Linked DNA regions of Sus scrofa: all the other regions are linked to region 6. Evidence: chromatin contacts called from public Hi-C, HiChIP or PLAC-seq and promoter capture Hi-C data. All regions are on one chromosome and are shown on one strand. The core of a region is the stretch at or near the end of the contact, and the rest is flanking DNA. Distances in the headings are between cores, read along the strand shown.

The links. Promoter capture Hi-C pulls out the DNA fragments that hold promoters and counts their contacts. A called contact is a pair of places that touch in the nucleus more often than the background predicts. HiChIP or PLAC-seq counts read pairs in DNA pulled down with a chosen protein or histone mark.
Region 1: a contact with region 6 is called in an H3K27ac HiChIP or PLAC-seq map of skeletal muscle. The contact joins the enhancer-like site here to the promoter of TPM1 in region 6. A contact is called at or near these places in 3 of 5 promoter capture datasets (fetal liver, fetal skeletal muscle and liver), 13 of 47 Hi-C or Micro-C datasets (embryonic fibroblasts, fetal heart ventricle, fetal liver and 5 more) and 1 of 2 datasets of contacts at active chromatin or transcription factors (skeletal muscle).
Region 2: a contact with region 6 is called in a promoter capture Hi-C map of liver, with 3 times the contacts expected there. The contact joins the promoter of RPS27L here to the promoter of TPM1 in region 6. A contact is called at or near these places in 1 of 5 promoter capture datasets (liver) and 2 of 47 Hi-C or Micro-C datasets (heart right ventricle and liver).
Region 3: a contact with region 6 is called in an H3K27ac HiChIP or PLAC-seq map of skeletal muscle. The contact joins the enhancer-like site here to the promoter of TPM1 in region 6. A contact is called at or near these places in 1 of 5 promoter capture datasets (fetal skeletal muscle), 8 of 47 Hi-C or Micro-C datasets (brain, embryonic fibroblasts, fetal heart ventricle and 5 more) and 1 of 2 datasets of contacts at active chromatin or transcription factors (skeletal muscle).
Region 4: a contact with region 6 is called in an H3K27ac HiChIP or PLAC-seq map of skeletal muscle. The contact joins the enhancer-like site here to the promoter of TPM1 in region 6. A contact is called at or near these places in 2 of 5 promoter capture datasets (fetal liver and fetal skeletal muscle), 15 of 47 Hi-C or Micro-C datasets (alveolar macrophages, brain, embryonic fibroblasts and 9 more) and 1 of 2 datasets of contacts at active chromatin or transcription factors (skeletal muscle).
Region 5: a Hi-C map of embryonic fibroblasts shows a contact between it and region 6, with 4 times the contacts expected there. The contact joins the enhancer-like site here to the promoter of TPM1 in region 6. A contact is called at or near these places in 3 of 5 promoter capture datasets (fetal liver, fetal skeletal muscle and liver), 17 of 47 Hi-C or Micro-C datasets (adipose tissue, alveolar macrophages, brain and 11 more) and 1 of 2 datasets of contacts at active chromatin or transcription factors (skeletal muscle).

Annotation. Positions count from the first base shown.
Region 1 is chr1:109,200,375-109,203,074 of Sscrofa11.1, forward strand. No RefSeq gene overlaps it. Among named protein-coding and RNA genes, the nearest start is that of MIR190A, 24 kb to the right of the region's middle. Within about 2 kb of position 1,312, at least 12 of the 83 cell types and tissues checked have an H3K27ac peak or open chromatin away from gene starts, as enhancers often do. A contact at or near this core is called in fetal liver, fetal skeletal muscle, skeletal muscle and 1 more, where this site is marked.
Region 2 is chr1:108,879,919-108,882,618 of Sscrofa11.1, forward strand. It overlaps RPS27L (40S ribosomal protein S27-like), which reads left to right and starts at 1,412. Exons shown (of 4, transcript XM_003480338.3): 1 at 1,412-1,739; 2 at 2,623-2,700. The coding sequence starts at 1,734.
Region 3 is chr1:109,178,348-109,181,047 of Sscrofa11.1, forward strand. No RefSeq gene overlaps it. Among named protein-coding and RNA genes, the nearest start is that of MIR190A, 46 kb to the right of the region's middle. Within about 2 kb of position 1,419, at least 5 of the 83 cell types and tissues checked have an H3K27ac peak or open chromatin away from gene starts, as enhancers often do. A contact at or near this core is called in skeletal muscle, where this site is marked.
Region 4 is chr1:109,158,208-109,160,907 of Sscrofa11.1, forward strand. No RefSeq gene overlaps it. Among named protein-coding and RNA genes, the nearest start is that of MIR190A, 66 kb to the right of the region's middle. Within about 2 kb of position 1,399, at least 13 of the 83 cell types and tissues checked have an H3K27ac peak or open chromatin away from gene starts, as enhancers often do. A contact at or near this core is called in retroperitoneal adipose tissue and skeletal muscle, where this site is marked.
Region 5 is chr1:109,267,047-109,269,746 of Sscrofa11.1, forward strand. TLN2 (talin-2) reads right to left here. Exons shown (of 59, transcript XM_021094283.1): 44 at 2,652-2,700. Among named protein-coding and RNA genes, the nearest start is that of MIR190A, 43 kb to the left of the region's middle. Within about 2 kb of position 1,320, at least 21 of the 83 cell types and tissues checked have an H3K27ac peak or open chromatin away from gene starts, as enhancers often do. A contact at or near this core is called in adipose tissue, embryonic fibroblasts, retroperitoneal adipose tissue and 1 more, where this site is marked.
Region 6 is chr1:109,014,542-109,017,241 of Sscrofa11.1, forward strand. It overlaps TPM1 (tropomyosin 1 (alpha)), which reads right to left and starts at 1,409. Exons shown (of 10, transcript NM_001097483.2): 1 at 1,217-1,409; 2 at 18-143. The coding sequence starts at 1,330.

The DNA.
Region 1 (2,700 bases), core at 62-2,561, 190 kb after region 6:
AGAACCAGGCACCACTGGGAGGAATGGTGTTGTCCTGGGACCCATTGGGCCTGCCCCAGACTTGAGTTCGACGCTCCCAAAGTATTGCTGCGGCTCCACAGGGGCAGGGGAAGTAGATGGTGGGAGGGTGAAGTACAGAGTTTAGTCCAGACCCCTCCTCACCCCCACCCCAAGATTTGGAAGGAAGTGACTTGCTCAAAGCCATGTCCATCTGAAGTCCAAAGTCATGTTCCCCCCACCCCCGCCCTGTGTCTGTTCACTGTGCTGCCTTATGAGGCGAGAAAAGTGGAGGAAAATGTTTGGAGAATCAGATTTCAGATGCCCTTTAGCTGCAGGAGGAAACTCTGGCCTTCCTTTTCTTCCAGATGGCCTTCACATTCCACTAGGATTTGGACCATGAGCACCATTTTATAGCTCACAGCATCTGAGGTCCTTTCAGTATTTCATTAACAACCTCTGACTGGCTGGAGCCCATTTTTGGGATTTTGCTGAACAATGCTGAGTGTTGTCAGGAGGTTTCAGGATATATAGGATCAAGCTGTGTTTCCTTGCAGCTGTCCCAGGAAGGGAATCCTAAGCGAGCAACTTTCAGAGAAGCTATTGTAGCAATAGTGTTGCCTTGTGGGGCCATAGGAGTGGGTGGGGAAGGAAGGGGCAGCTGTGGGTAACTGTTTGCACACTTTTTTTTTTTTGGCCTCTTAAAGTTCAAATCAGCCAGAGTCCAAAACAGCTGATCCCCAGGTCATAAACACTGGTTGCCAACTGCACGGTCCAACGTTTATCACCTAGGCAATCTGTCTTCATTACATTTCTCATATCTCCACAGCTCGGTTTTAGGTGCTGGGGAAGCTGCATGTGACAAGATGTGATCCCTGCCTATGACCTAGATGAGGCTGCTGCACAGACGAAATATTACCTTGTCATACGAGACAGAGGGCTGGCCACGTGTGCTGAGAGGGCAGGGGAGACAGACAGTAATTCCAGTAGGATTTTACAACAGGGCTCCCCAAGGCATGAGGCTTGCAACATTTGTCTCTCAAAATACATCGCAATGAAAAAGAAAGTGCTCCAAGGCCAAAAATTGGGGCAAAACTGTATATTATATGCTCCTTTTTGAGAGATCCAATGTATATGAGCTTCTTATAGACCCTAAGACACCTCATAGAGGCATAAGGCATTTAGTTGTTTACCTTTAATATTAGTATTCTCATATTTATTTGCCCAACAAATGTCCCCCTTTCCCCCAAGGAAAACAGGAGTGCCCTATGAGTGTCCGATGGAACCACACTGCCCCCTGTGGTCACAACCTGCCAGGACACCTAGCCGGAAGGACAGCAACATTGGGTGCCAAGGGCTCTTCTCCCTGGAACCCAGGAACAGCCCAAGTGGCAGAAGTGCTTTGTCAGGAGCCATCTCCTCGGCAAGCACAGCCATCTCCTCCAGGATGCACACCTGAGAAGGGGGCCGCCAAAGTGCCCATGGTATCCGAAAAATGTGCCCCATTCATCAGGTGAGCTGAGGGTGAACCAGAAGGCAGGGAGGGCAGGCGTGAAGAACGTGGGCTTAGGCAGAGTGCAGCCAGCCTGAAGGGTCTGACTCGTCCCTCTAGCTTCGGGCAGCTTTGTGGTCCTCTTTCTGCCCTTTCTTTTCTGTCTACCTGCAGAGGCCACAGATGCGTTCTGTGCTCCCAGCTGCTTCCCATCTACTGAGGGCCTACCCCAGCCTGCCTCTTTTGTGGGAACCCAGCCCACGTGGGCGCTCCTGCCCTGATGCCCTGCACCCTCCCAGCCCGCAGCCCCCTGTGGGTGACTTGTGTTATTCTCACTTTCCCTTGCAGGAGGCTGCATTCTTCAGGAAGGTCTAAGATCTTTGAAGGGAAGGGCTGGGCCTTTTAGTTTCTTCCCATCTTCCCTAATGCCCACGGAGTCCAGGCTGCCTCTCCTTTCCCGCTTCCCCACAAGGGCCCTATAATATCAAGCTGCTGGAACCATAGGACTGGGGCCCTGGCTCAGGCCCCTTCTCCCTCTGGGCTGCCCCAACACCCAGGCCGCAGTTGCAACACGGCCTGCCTTCAGGCCCAGAAAGCACTTCTTCAACATTCAGTTCTAGCCTTAATTGAACCAAGCTTTTGTTTCTAAAAGTAAATCTCCAGAGAGAAAGGCCCAAACGGACAGGAAGCTCCTGATCCAGCCACAAGTGCTGACGTCTGCTTTTGTCCCCGCCAGGTGCCAGCCCCCCAGGCACTCCTGCTCTGGGGCCCTAAGAGCTTCTTGTGTGGGACGTTAAGGCAGCATAGCAAAGCTGCTGCAGTCATGGCCTGCTGAGGGTGCAGAGTGTTCAAGTAAAAACACGGTTGAATTTCTCTGAGTGCAGTTTAGACTTGATAGAATTGCCGTCTGAGAGAACCGCCCCCCCCCCCCACCCCCGCACCCTCAAACAGGATTTTGGAATCACCAGGTGAGAATAAAGCCAAGCTGGGCTCCTGGTAACCTGCATGTTAAAAGCTCCTTAGCCAGGTGCTCATTCAGTGACCCTCAGGACACTGTCCCCCTCATACACACTTGGACTTGCCACCCCCTCCTATGGTTTCCGCTGGCCCCACCCTCCCTGTGCCCGACTGCCCAGCAGGCCCATTCTCATGTCCCAGCCTCCACCATGTGTCATGTGGCTCCCTTTGCTCCGAGGTCCTTCTCTCTACCT
Region 2 (2,700 bases), core at 162-2,661, 130 kb before region 6:
GAGTACTATGTGTTAAGATTTGACAGAGCTGGTTGGTGGGTTGAGGGATCTTCATTATTGTATTCGTTTTCTATTTTCACTATAACAAATTGCCATAAAGTTAGTGGCTTTTTTATTTTATTGTCTTTTTGCCATTTCTTGGGCCGCTCCCACGGCACATGGAGGTTCCCAGGTTAGGAGTCTAATCGGAGCTTTAGCCACAGCAAGGAGGGATCAGAGCCGCATCTGCAACCTACACTGCAGCTCACCACAACGCCAGATCCTTAACCCACTGAGCAAGGCCAGGGATCAAACCTGCAACCTCATGGTTCCTAGTCAGATTCGTTAATCACTGAGCCACAATGGGAACTCCAAGCAATCTTAATTACACTTGCCATATAACCACACATTCTAGGGATGAAAACATTATCTTTGGAGGCTATGATTCTGCATATGCAATTGTATTAATCCATGTACTTATCTGTCTGAAAATATATTAACTAATATTTTCAATAGTATAAAAAAAACCCCAGCCCTAGTGTCCAATTTAGCGTATGGATGAAAAGAGGATTATTCACAGGATGAATGCTATGTGCCCATTAGAAGTCATAATGTAGGATAATATAGAGTGCCGGAGTGATGTTCATTATACAGTAATGGGGGGCAAGTCTATAAAAGAATATGCGCAAGAGATATGAATTACGTAAAACCAAACCCCAAACATATATGCAACTGACTAAAAAAATGTTTGGAAGGCTATAGGTCAAAATATTAAAATGTTTACTTCTCAACGGTGAGTTTAAATTTCTTCTCTTTTTCTTCACTTTCCTAAATGTGTATTACACATGGATTATTTTTTCGAAGAGAAATAAAAGCTGATCGAGAATGTCTATTTTGGACACTTTTCTGGTCAAGCGCCTCCCTGTTTTCTAAGCTTTTGATCAGACTCGCTCACACCCAATCCACAGGACTGTCCTCCTCAGCAAAAACATTTCAAGTCTGGCTATCGGTGACACTCAACCGTTTTTTCAGCCTGAGCTGTTCGCTCTGCAAAGTGTGATCCCCAGTATAGAAAGGAGAACAAAGCCCGGCAGCGAATCGGTGCTCGTTAAAACCGTTTTCAGGGCCAGGCAAACCCAAGGCACAGCAGCATCCCGCAAAGAATTTAACAACCGGTACCTTGGAAGCCAGATGAGCAAGTATACGAGTCTTTTATAATCTCACTGGCACATTTTAATGGTTTTAATTAATCACAGTTTTTAATACACACACGAACAGAACATAGGCATCTCCCACGTGCCCGCCCGCAGAGCGGCAGGAGAGTGGAGGGCTTGGCGTGGGGTTCTCGGACCAGCCACTCAGCGTGCCCAGCCAGGTCCGCTCTGCAGTGGTTGCCTGCGCTCCAGAGGCCCAACGTGGCTCCCTACCCGCCATACACCAGTTGAGCCTGGCCCCTGGCACCACCGGCCCGGTGTGAAGCTTTGAGGGCCGCGGCCCTAGCCTAGGGACGCGCTAGGATCTCGGGCTTTGGGAGCTCGGATGGGCGTGCCCCTCCGCACCTCCCCTAGACGGGTCGCGGGGATCGCGGCCGGAGCCCGCTCCCACCACCGAGAGGAGAGCCTAGAGTGGACGCGCCCGCCGCTCCTCCCAGCCTCCTCTATCCCGGAAGTTGACGCCGCGCTCCAGGTCGCGTGCGGCTCGCCGAGGGTATAGCATAGCTGTCTGGAAGGGCTGTGCTTTGCAAAAGGATCAACATGCCTGTGAGTTGTTTACTTTCAGGCTTCGCTTTGGTTTTGGCCGTCTCCATCGGCCGAGGGGTCCCTGGGGTGGGCTAGCTCGATGTCTCCGCGGGCCCCCGGGGTTCCCTGCCGATCGCGGCTCGGCAGCGCCGATCAAGCGGCTCTTTTCGCGCGTGGCGGACTTGTTGGGACTTGTCCGGGCGGCGCGGCGTGTCGGGCCCTGCTTGGGCGTGGAGCGCACGGTCTGGAGTCGGTGGCTGGGAGGGGACAGCTCCCGAGTAACTTAACTCTGCTCTCTTGGGTTCCGGTGCGCACCCGCGAGGCTTCTTGCTCTCCTTTCGCTTCGTGGTTCTTGCCTCCTCTGCCTTTTCCGTAGAAATTTCCTACTTGTTTCCTTTTTAAAAACTGTCTTCGCTGTTGCCATACACATTAACTCTATCTAGGACAGTCATGCGTCAGGCACTTAAGAGTTCTTGTCAGATCAGATGTTGAACCCTGGGGGCAGAAATCATCTCGATGTTGGCACTATCGGATCTACCTCGGCGATTTCTACTCTCGGCGGGTTCAGGGATCACGTTCTTACTTAACACCCGAGTTTTATTTTCACTGGAGACTGTTGTTAAAGTGAAGAAGAACGGCTCTGACCTTACCATATGTTTCCCGATCGTCGTAAAGCCCCTTTATGGGACTTGGAGAACACAAGCATTATAAAAAGTATTAGTGAAAGTTAACAGCCTTTAAACAATTTTATATATATATATATATATATATATGTAGAGAGAGAGAGCGCGCGCCTCTTCTGAGTATGACTGTTATTCTATTTTTGCATGTATATCTCGCCCATGATTAAATCTGCCAGAGTTGTGGTTTCATTCTAGTAGTAATAATATGCTTTTTTATTCAGTTGGCTAGAGATTTACTGCATCCTTCCTTGGAAGAGGAGAAGAAAAAACATAAAAAGAAACGTCTGGTTCAGAGTCCA
Region 3 (2,700 bases), core at 169-2,668, 160 kb after region 6:
TAATTCATCAAGAATTTTAAAAAATCCAACCTGCAGCTTGGTGGATAAAAGACCTTCAAAAGATGAGGCTCATGGGGGAAAATTACAAAAACTTTTTGGTGGCAAAAAGTTTGTGAAGGGCTAGACAAAGCCATACACTTGAGGGAGATGAAAGAACACACTCCTTTAGAAAGGGCTGAAAAAACCCAACCCAGCTTTTTCTTGCCCAAGAAAAATTAGGGCCATCCTGTCAGACAGCGGGGAACAGCATCCACATCCCCACCACACCCCTACCTGAGATCTTGCCAGGACTGTAGGAGCTTCCAGCCAGACAGTGTGTAAACTAGAGACTGGCAAAACCCCAAGCCCCTGAGTCCCGATAGCACGACATGTTAGCCCCCATCTGGAGCACTTCCTCCCTCTGGGCCAGGACACCCCCAAAGGAAAAGAAGTGCATTTCCAGGGCTGAGCCTGAGCCTCTTTGTTGACAACTAGCTCATCACTTTTATGAAAGTTCATCATAAGAAGAAAAGATAGGATTTTGGACCAACCAACACTGGAAAAAATGACACCAAGCCCTGGCTGAGGTGGGAAAATGCAGGAGATTTTAATAGCAACCTTAGACTCACCTGTCCTGGGGCCAAGTAACACTCTCTCCCCTGCTCGGCTTGCACACAGCTCAAGGGAGCTTAACAGGCTTAGCAATAAATACCTTGTTGTTATTTTTAACATAGCTCAACTCTCTAGTAAGTCTCTCCATTGTCCCTGCCAGTAACCTCTTCATAAACAGAGGCATCCACCTTTAGAGACATGACAGGCTAGGCTGGGCCCCAGTTTGTCTGAGATCTTACCCAGCAGGGGTCCATGGAGGTGGGTCCCTGAAAAATAGGCTCATCATCTTTAACATCTGTGCCCTGACCAGCATGCTAGGAAGTTTATAGGCATTGCAATCAGGTTGAGTTGGATTTGAATCCTCGTTCTGTCACTTAGGAGTCATGGTTAAGTTACCATGCCTCTTCAAATCTCACTTTTCTCTAGAATGAGGGTAATATAACCTACCTCACAAAGTTACATACCTCACACAATGAATGTAGAGTCCCTGATACAGAATTTATCCCCTAGTAGATGCTCAGTAAAGGTTGGCGACACACACACACAAGCATGTTTATAAGCTTATGCATATGCCCATATCCTATACAGCCTTACACATATGGGTATATATTTACATTTTAATTCATAAATCATTAAAAGAGAAATAAGATATACACTCACGTTTGAACATTTCATTTGCTAGCAGCAAATAGAGGAGTCGTGACGTGGTCGTCATTACAGGGCTGTGCAAACTTAGATCTTGGAAGTGAGAAGCTGCCGGGGCTAATTCATGCCTGGTGGAAGATTATCACCAGACACGACGCATCCATTTGTCAAAAGTGTCTGGCTGACTTTCAGATTTCCAGTGATATGTAATTCATTTACAGAGAAAACGAAACCATGAGTTTAACCAAATAGGAAATGCACGCAAAACCTGACATATTGACTGTATTTACTAAGTTCACTCAGGTCAAGTTCACGAGCACAGACTCTGTAACTCTACATGTCTTTGGCAGTATTTGCCTCAACTGGGAAGAATCTTTAGACGCCAAATGTAGAGAAAACTTCAGAGTAGATTGTAAATGGTTACATAAAGTAGAAATGGTATGTAATGGCTTAGATAAATATATGTTTACCAGACTTGGGGTTGCCAAGTGGGAGAAGGGTGATTAGCAGAGGGAGTTTGGGATTAGCAGAGGCATACTATTATATACAGGGTGGATAAACAAGATCCTGGTGTACCTTTGGCACAGGGAGCTATAGTCAACATCCTGTGGTAAACCATAATGGAAAAGAATATATATATATTCTTATATATAATATTATATATTATTATATTATATTATTATCTTATGTTATATAATATATAATATATTATATATTATATTATTATCTTATATATATTAAGAATAATTATATATATTATATACATATAATGTATGTATGTATGACTGAATCACTTTGCTATACAGTGGAAATTATCACAACATTGTAAATCAAGTATACTTTGATAACATTTTTAAAAAAGAAAAATGTTCACAATTATTTGTTTAAAAATTATATAATTTGATGTGACATTTCTTGGTTTTTTTTGAAAAATCTATATTCAATTGATAATGCATCTTACAATTGAAGGCATCTTATAATACACTAAACATGGAAATACTCAGCCAGGTCTCCCATCCCCCACTGGTACTATACATGCTCATGTTTTCTGTGATATTGGCTGACTCAGCAGATTCAAAATTAGCAGTGGTGGGCAAAGTATATGGTCAACTAACACAACCAACCTCATTGATGGTTAGGAAAACAGAAACAGAGATTACAACAAGATGCCATTTTAGAACCTTTGTGGTGTGAAATATGTAAAAGTCTGACAATACCAAGTGCTGGAGAGAAGGTGGACTCACAAGATCTTGTATACCTTCTTGCAATTTAGTGTAACTGCTTTGGAAAACAGTTTGGTATCTTCTCCTGAAGTTGAATACACATACAGCCTATGGCCCAATGATCCCATTCCTAGTCCAAGAGTCTCTTGCTCACATGCACCAAGAATCACGTACCAGGAAGTGGCTGGTTCAGCTTGCAACTCAGTCACACAAATGCATTTTCTCAGGACATCTGCAGCAG
Region 4 (2,700 bases), core at 149-2,648, 140 kb after region 6:
ATGTGTAAGTTTCTAAATTGAAACAATCTTTGCCAGAGTTCCCCTGTGCCACAGTGGGCTAAAGGATCCAGTGTTGCTGCAGCTGTGGTGTTGCTCATAGCTGCAGCTCAGATTCAATCCCTGATTTGGGAACTGCCATATATCATGGGTGTAGCCATTAAAAAAAAGAAACAAACAGTGTTTACCAACCTAAGAAAGTCTTACTTTTAATCACCAGCATCTACCCTCCCAGGTATAAGATTTAGGCACCTTGGAGGCACAACTTTTCAGTATGAAAGGAACAATTCTAATGGTAGAATTGTTAACAATTCTAATGGTAGATTTTGAGGGGGTAAACTGAGACTTGTGGCACTCTCAAATCCCACATCATGCTGCAGCAGAACTCACATTTTTTTATGGTGCTTAATAGTTGGTAAAGAAATAGTTGATAAAGGGCCTAGCACATTCTCTTAAGAGCACTCCATTGCTATACTAGTGGCATCAGCATGGCTATTCCAGTGAGGTTCTGTAACTTTCCTGCCTGGTAGACACTGCAAATTCCTTGCTCCCTGCCACCCTTTTTACAATCAAAGGCTCATGGTGGAGGGTGGCTTGCTGGCCAGGGGAATACAGTGGGTAGAGTTCTATCCAGGCTGAAAACGCCTACATCTGGGATCATTTCGCCCATCTCTGCCCCCAGGCAGGGAGAGAGCAGCTGAGCCAAAAAGAGGGTTATTTTTAATCCCAAAGATGCAGTGTTCAAGAACAAACAGCCCCAGCTCTGGAGGATCCACCAGATGAGTGTGGGCCCGGAGGTGTCAGAATGTGGCTGCTTTTCTTTGCCCCTCCAGAAACCAGAGCCCAGCGGCTCTGTGTATTTTTACACAAGCTGACTTGCTACGGCCTCGCAGTGCCACTACATCCTGCCAGGACAGGGTGGGAGCCCCATGAGTCATGACCTTTAAGTCCAGCTGAGCCCTAACCTGAGACACAGCCCAGGTCCTGGCTGCCCATCTCACACTGCCCCAGGCTTCCAACCTCTCCACCTGCTGCCCACGTCCCCATCCCAGCCCCAAGGGGCTGAAGGCCAGACTATCACTTTTCCTTCTTGGATTTTTGCCCCCCTCTCCCTTCCTGTACTCTCTGTAACAAAAATAATTCACACTATTATTAAATTAATAATTCAAATTGGGATGAATAAAAAGAAAAGGAAAATCCCTATCACCCCCTCCCCCAACTCTCTTCCACTGTGGGTGAGGACCAGCACTTGTTAATACGTGGAGGAATTTTCCCTGACTTTTTTCCTACAAATATTTTTTACACATAAGGTATTTATTTTTTAAATATACAGAATCCCGCCCAAGGCCTGGCTGTGAGGAAGCCAGGACGCCTTCTCATTCAGGAAGAACGCTGATGTCATCTCCCACTGAGGTCCACGGCTCTGTGGTCGGGGTTGTTAGGATGTTACAGGGGAACATTTAGCCCAGTGCCTGGGCCCACAGCAGTGTTCCATACCAGCTACTCTCCTCTCTATCCTCATCTCTCCCCGAAGAAATCATTTTGTCTGTGTCAGGCTTTGTTTGGTTAAGATGGCAGGCTCTGGAGTCAGGAAGCTTGGGTCTAAATCCTTACTCTGCCTCTAAGTAATTGTATGAAGCTGAGCAGGTGGCTTAACTTCTTTGTGTCAAATGTTCCCATTTGAAAACAGGAATGGGATTTCCCATCTTGGCTCAGCGGAAACAAATCTGACTAGTATCCGTGAAGACGCAGGTTCTATCCCTGGCCTCATTCAGTGGGTTAGGGATCTGGCGTTGCCATGAGCTGTGGTGTAGGTCGCAGCTGTGGCTTGGATCCCACATTGCTGTGGCTCTGGCACAGGCTGGCAGCTGTAGCTCCGATTCGACCCCTAGCCTGGGAACCTCCTTATGCTGCGGGTGCAGCCCTAAAAACCAAATAAATAAATAAATAAAATAAAACAAAACAAAACAGGGATGAAGATAGGATATACGTTACAGGCCTGGTATGAGAGTTCAGTGAACTGACACATGTAGAGCCGCTGGAAGAGAAGCTGGCACATAGTAACTGCTCAATAAACATTAGCTCTGGTTCTGCTATAATGATTATCTTCTCAACTCTTGGGAGCACCTCCTGTTTCAGGCCCTAGTTAAGCTTCCTGAATGATTTGTGATAAGTTAATCAACTGATCTCTTTCTTACTTATTCAGAGAGGTGCTCAAGGCAGGTGGGGAATGAGATGGAGAGTAATTTCAAGGGCTTGGATATCAGTTTAACACAACTGCATTATGGAGTCACTGGAGCTCATTAACACATGGGAAAATGTTAAAAGCCATGTGGCTTTCATTGGAACTCTCATGCACACACTATTCCAGCTGTTGATGGCTGATCATGGGTCCAGTCACCATGGTATTCGTGCCACTTTTGTGTCTGAAAGCTTCCATGATAAAAAATTTATTATGTATTATGTATATTCATATACACATCTTAAAAAATCCATACCACTCTAATTACTTTCATGATTTTTCTTCAGTGTTTTAATATACTCTTTTTTTACGATGTTTAAGAATCTTTTTTGTTAGTCAAGGCAATGAAACCATTAGAAATGCCTCCCCCTTGAGACACACTGGCGTTGACAGAAGTGGTCTATTACAGCGTCCTGACTCTGGGCTGGTCATACTCCACTGCACTCATGATGCGCAAAATT
Region 5 (2,700 bases), core at 70-2,569, 250 kb after region 6:
GGGGCCAAAGAAACTCACAGAATACGGCTTTGTAATAACACTGCGCCAAAGAATGACAACGCTTCAGCCACAAACTCAGGGAAGGGTATACTGTAGCCTAAATGGTCAAGCTCTCTCTTTTCCACTCTCAAGATATTCTGTATTTTCCTCCTGTTTCATAGAAAACCACGTACCCTATACCTACATAACATGCTAGTTTCTAGTTTTCCCTTCCAAGGGACAAAAACACCCCTTAGTTTTCACAGGGCAATTCTTGTCTGCCACCCAGAAAGGTACCTGCGCCTTGCTCAGGTCTGAGGCTTCTTTTCTGCCCTGCCTACTCATCTGGGTGAAAATACTTCCTTTCTCTTTGAGGCATCTGAAGTCTTTGATTGTTTTTTTTTTTCTTTCCAGTCACCTTCCCCCAGCCTGCCCTGGAAATCCTTAATCTTAAAGGGCTTAAAAAATTAAAAAAAATTTTTTTTTTGGCTTTGACCATGGAATGCATAAGTTCCCCAGCCAGGGATCGAACCCAGGCCACAGCTGTAACCAGAGCCCACAGCAGTGACAGCGCCAGGTCCTTAAACCTGCTGAGCCACCAGGGAACTCCTAAAAAATCCTGTTAGAGGACCGTGCATCCACTGAGGCTGGATGGGAATGTGAGGCCCATTGAAGGCATGTTTACCATGAAATGTCACCTTTCGGGAGTTCCTGTTGTGGCCCAGAGGAAATGAATCCGACTAGGAACCATGAGGTTGCAGGTGCGATCCCTGGCCTCGCTCGGTGGGTTAAGAATCTGGTGTTGCCATGAGCTGTGGTGTAGGTCACAGATGAGGCTCAGATCTGGCATTGCTGTGGCTGTGCTATAGGCTGGCAGCTGTAGCTCTGATTGGCCCCCTGGCCTGGGAACCTCCATATGCCGTGGGTGTGGTCCCCAAAAAAGAAATGTCACCTTTCAGGCTGAGGTGTGGGTTCCCAAGGAACCCACGCTGAACCCCAGGAGAGCAAGGCTGTACTGTGTACTGTGAGCCCTGCCATGAGGAGCCCTGCCATGAGGGCACTCTCACCGCCCCCCTCCCCACCCCAAGGACCCCGACCAGCCATCCCAGGAGCGGCTACAGAGGACACTCAGGGTCAAGATGGGCCAGCTGAGAACCTAGCCCAGGAGACACTTCAGAAACACCTGAGGCCCCTGGAAACATTTTCTCCCCTGCTCGCTGTGCTCCCTGATCAGAGGAACCGCCACCGCAGGGCTGACGGATGGGACCAGAGCCGCCCCTGAGCAATTCTGAGCAGGGCGGGACCCGGCGCCTCCAGCCTTCCCCGAGTCTCTGAGTCAGGCACTGTTCCTCCCTTCCTCTCCAGCCCAAGTCCTTTCGAACAGCAATGAGCCTGGCACAACTGCAGAGTTTCTAAGAATGAGGAGCAGCAGCCAGGCAAGCCTTTGTGGTCCAAGCTCAACCTCTAGTGGACACAAGACTACATGACAAAACCATCCAGAGAGGCGCCGGGCCTGATGGGGCAGGAACCATGTGGTGGAGCCATCTGGTCCCTCCAACTCAGGCTTACGAGGCAGCATCAAAGAGGCATCTTTCAATTTTACCCTGGGATATCTGAGCCTTCAAAAGTTAACAACTTCTTTACTATGTCCGTCTATTAATTCTTTGAGGACATTTTTTGGGGGTACAACTTTTTAACCTATCAGGATAGCATTCACTGTCTCTCAATGCCATTTATATCTAAATATCCATATAATACAATTCTGACTGCATTGCATTTTAGCAAAAAAAACCAAAAAACAAAAAAACAAAACAAAACAAAAAAAACCCTCCAAAAGTCACATGGCTTTTGTTGTCAGGAGAAAAAAAATTTTACATGATCACAGTTTCACTTTGCCTGTAAGAGTGGCAAATTTTTTTTTTTTGGTCTGTCTTTTCTAGGGCCACACCCACAGCATGTGGAGGTTCCCAGGCTAGGGGTCGAATTGGAGCTGTAGCCGCCAGCCTATGCCACAGCCACAGCAGCGCCAGATCCAAGCCATGTCTGTGACCTACACCACAGCTCACGGCAACACCAGATCCTTAACCCACTGAGTGAGGCCAGGGATCGAACCCACGACTTCATGGTTCCTAGTCGGATTCGTTAACCACTGAGCCATGACGGGAACTCCAAGAGTGGCAATATCTTATTGCTCATTTTAAGTACTGTCCAAGTCTTGTCCAAGTATTATAATTTGATTCCATCAGAAAATTTTGGTTCTATTCCCAAGTGTCTTCTCTTGTACTATAACTATAATGTATAAAAACATTTCAAGTCCTCTGTGAGATATATAGGATTTTTTCTTCTTTCTCCTTAACTTGCAATTTCCTTCTCATTTCCTCCTTGATTCTAATTTTCTCTCTTTCCTCGCTCCCCTGTCCTCATGCTCAAATCTCATTCATCATTCATTTCCTTTTGGAGCTTTTGAATGAGATAAGCAGTTCAGTGGCCTGGGACTTCTAGACCACAGGCAGCCAGAAAGACCACAGATAAGGACAAAGCTGGGGCGCAAGGGGAACTAGGAACTCAGGGGCCTGATCTCTCTCCAGCCCAGACCCCAGATCTCAAGAGTCAGTGGTGTGGTGGATGGAAGGGCAACCAACAGTGGGCGGGGCAGCCCGTTTTCTCCTTACCATTTCCTGAGCCGTTACCGCAATGGCTTTGGAGTATTTAACCACTGTA
Region 6 (2,700 bases), core at 159-2,658:
TATGTGTGTGCACTTACATCGGTGGCCTTTTTCTCCGCCAGCTCCAGCTTCTCCTGGGCATCTTTGAGAGCCTCGGAATATTTGTCCAGTTCATCTTCGGTGGCCTTGAGCTTCTTTTGCAGCGACACCAGCTCATCTTCCAGCTGAGAGTTGGCCGTGGGGGACGGGGGCGGGAGGGGGGGGTGCAGCAGGCAGCGTGATCCCGCAGTGATGGGATATGGGTGCACAGAGCCAGAAGGACAGGGACAGCGGGAGAGAGAAAGGGAAAGACAGGGAGGGAGAGAGAGAGAGAGAGACAGAGTTAGCCATTCGTGAGCCGCGCCGCGCGCCCTGGGTACCTTGGCGGCGGCCTCATCGGCGGCCAGGAGGCTGTCCTCTGCCTTGTGCAGCTCCTCCAGCACCCGGTCCCGCTCGTCCTCCGACGCCCGCAGCAGCTTCTCCTTGGCCGCTATGTCCTCCTCGAGCTGGGGGCGGGGAGGGGGGGGGCGCGGGGTGGCGGCGGCGGGCGGGCGCGGGCGGCCGGCACGGACCGGGTGTTAGACACACACACACACACAACACACGGGGCACCGGGTTGGCTGGGGTCCTCTGGGTTTGGGGCACCGCCGAAGTGGGGCTCAAAGGCCTTTGGATAACTTCGTCTAGCCCCTAGCCCATTCAGCACCCCCACCTTCTCCGGGACAAGACTCCTGCCAAGGTTTCAGTGGACTCAAGTCCAACTTGGGGGTGCAGAAAAACGCTCCCGTCTCCTTAGACTTCGGGCCTATTGTTTATTCTGTCCCATCTTTGCTTTTAGGAAAAAACTCCAGGACTGTCCCGTCCCTCTGCCCCCGCCCCCGGCCCCGTCTCTATTCCACATAAAAGTTTTATTCTCTCCAGTGAAAAATCCAGAAGAACTTGTAATACTTTCTGGACTTGATTCCCTTCAAACGCATCCCTACGCCGATCCCAAACTGATTTCAGATCCTTAGAATCAAGTGCCTCTAGGACCTGAATGGACTTCGCGGGCTCTGGGAACCAGAGTAGGGAAATAAGCGTCCCCAGACGAGAAAAAGTTAGAATACGCCCGAGTCTCGCTCTTCCCCTCCCCCTTCTCAGAAGCCCAGGGCTGGGGGCGGCTCCCGGAGTCCTCAGGTTGAGGGACCGCGAAGGGGTGCCAGGCTCAGGTCCGGGGGCTCCCAGCCCCCGGCGGGCGCTAGGCTGGGGAGGCGCAGACCTGCTTGCTCCTGTCCTCTGCCGCCTTCTTATCGGCCTCCGCCTGCTCCGCTCGATCCAAGGCGTTCTCCTTGTCGAGCTTGAGCATTTGCATCTTCTTCTTGATGGCGTCCATGGTGGCGGCGGTAAGGGGCCCTGGGGCTGCGGCAGAAGCGGGGAGGCGAGCGCGCGGTGGAGCGGCCGAGCTGGAGTGCGAGTGCTGAGCTGCCTGCTGCTCCCAGATATGTACTTTCCCAAGGGGGCGACCGCATTCCTCAAGACAGCCAATACTTTTTTGGAAAAGCTTTTTTCTCCTGCCCCCTTTCCCCCTCTCCTCCCTCCGCCCCCCTGCGCCCTCCCCGCTGCTCCCGCGGGGGCCGCACGCCCATTCGCTGCCGCCTGCCGGCCTCCCAGTTGACGGTGGATATGACTATATATGGGGACCCGAGCAGCCTAGGCGGCTGTCGGGCGAGGCCTCCCGCTTTCCAAACCTGCGCGCCAGGGACTGGGCACCGGGGCCTCGCAGGGGCCGAGCCGGGGCGGAGGCGCTAACCTCTGCCTTCTGCCCTTCGTGCCCCCTCCTCCCAGAGCCCAAGTCCCGCCTTTAAGGTCCCTAGCCTAGAGTCTGGAGTGGCAGAAGGCCGGAGGGGGGTTGCAGACAGTGGATGCGCTTCTCCCTCACCTCTGCCCCGGCGCGTTAAGCATCAGGCCCCGGGGTCCCCGGCCCCTAAGCTCGCTCTGGGCACTGTTCCCCAAGGGTTCTCCTGGCAGCTCTCACCCTACTTGGTGTGAGCCAGGGCTTTCACGTTTTGGAAGTTCAACAGGAGTAGAGAAAGGAAGAGTTGAGAGGAAGGCCTGGGGGCTGCTCTAAAGACTTTCTCTGCTGGGTCAGAATGTCTAAGAATTTGTCTTATGCAGTGCCCTGTCCCAAAGGGGAGAGACAGTCGTATACTTTAGGGACATAGGACCCATTGACTCATCTCTGTGTGTGCCTGAGTGGGCTACTTTTGCAAAGGGTGGGGTGTATTTGTTGGTGTGTAGGTGGGTGGATGTGAGTTTAAAGGGAGAGGCCACTGAGTTTAGAAGCAGGGAACTTGGTCTTTGGTCTTAATCAGCAGCAGCTCTGTGACCTTGATAAGTGACTTAGTCGCCAGGCTGCAGTTTCCTCATCTTTCAATCCAGGGGGTAGATGAGCCCCAAGGTGCCTCCAGATCTAACTTTTTCTCCTTTTTCTTGCACCGATTTGAGGGAATTGGCCTCTTTCCATGTTAAGCACTGAGGTAGTAGGTTGCCAAAACATGGGATAAATGTTATCCCAGCCAAGTCATCATATCTACAGCTGTAACTTGGAGGGAACAGGCCCAGCTCTGTGTAGTAAGCTCTGCTTGGAGGCAGAAGCATTTCCCCTACACCTCTTACTCCTCCCAGCCCCCACTGGGAAAAAGCCTGCTCTTTTTAGAGCTTCGGTGGGAGGGGAAGAAAAGAGGCTGCCCCAAAGCCCTGCTT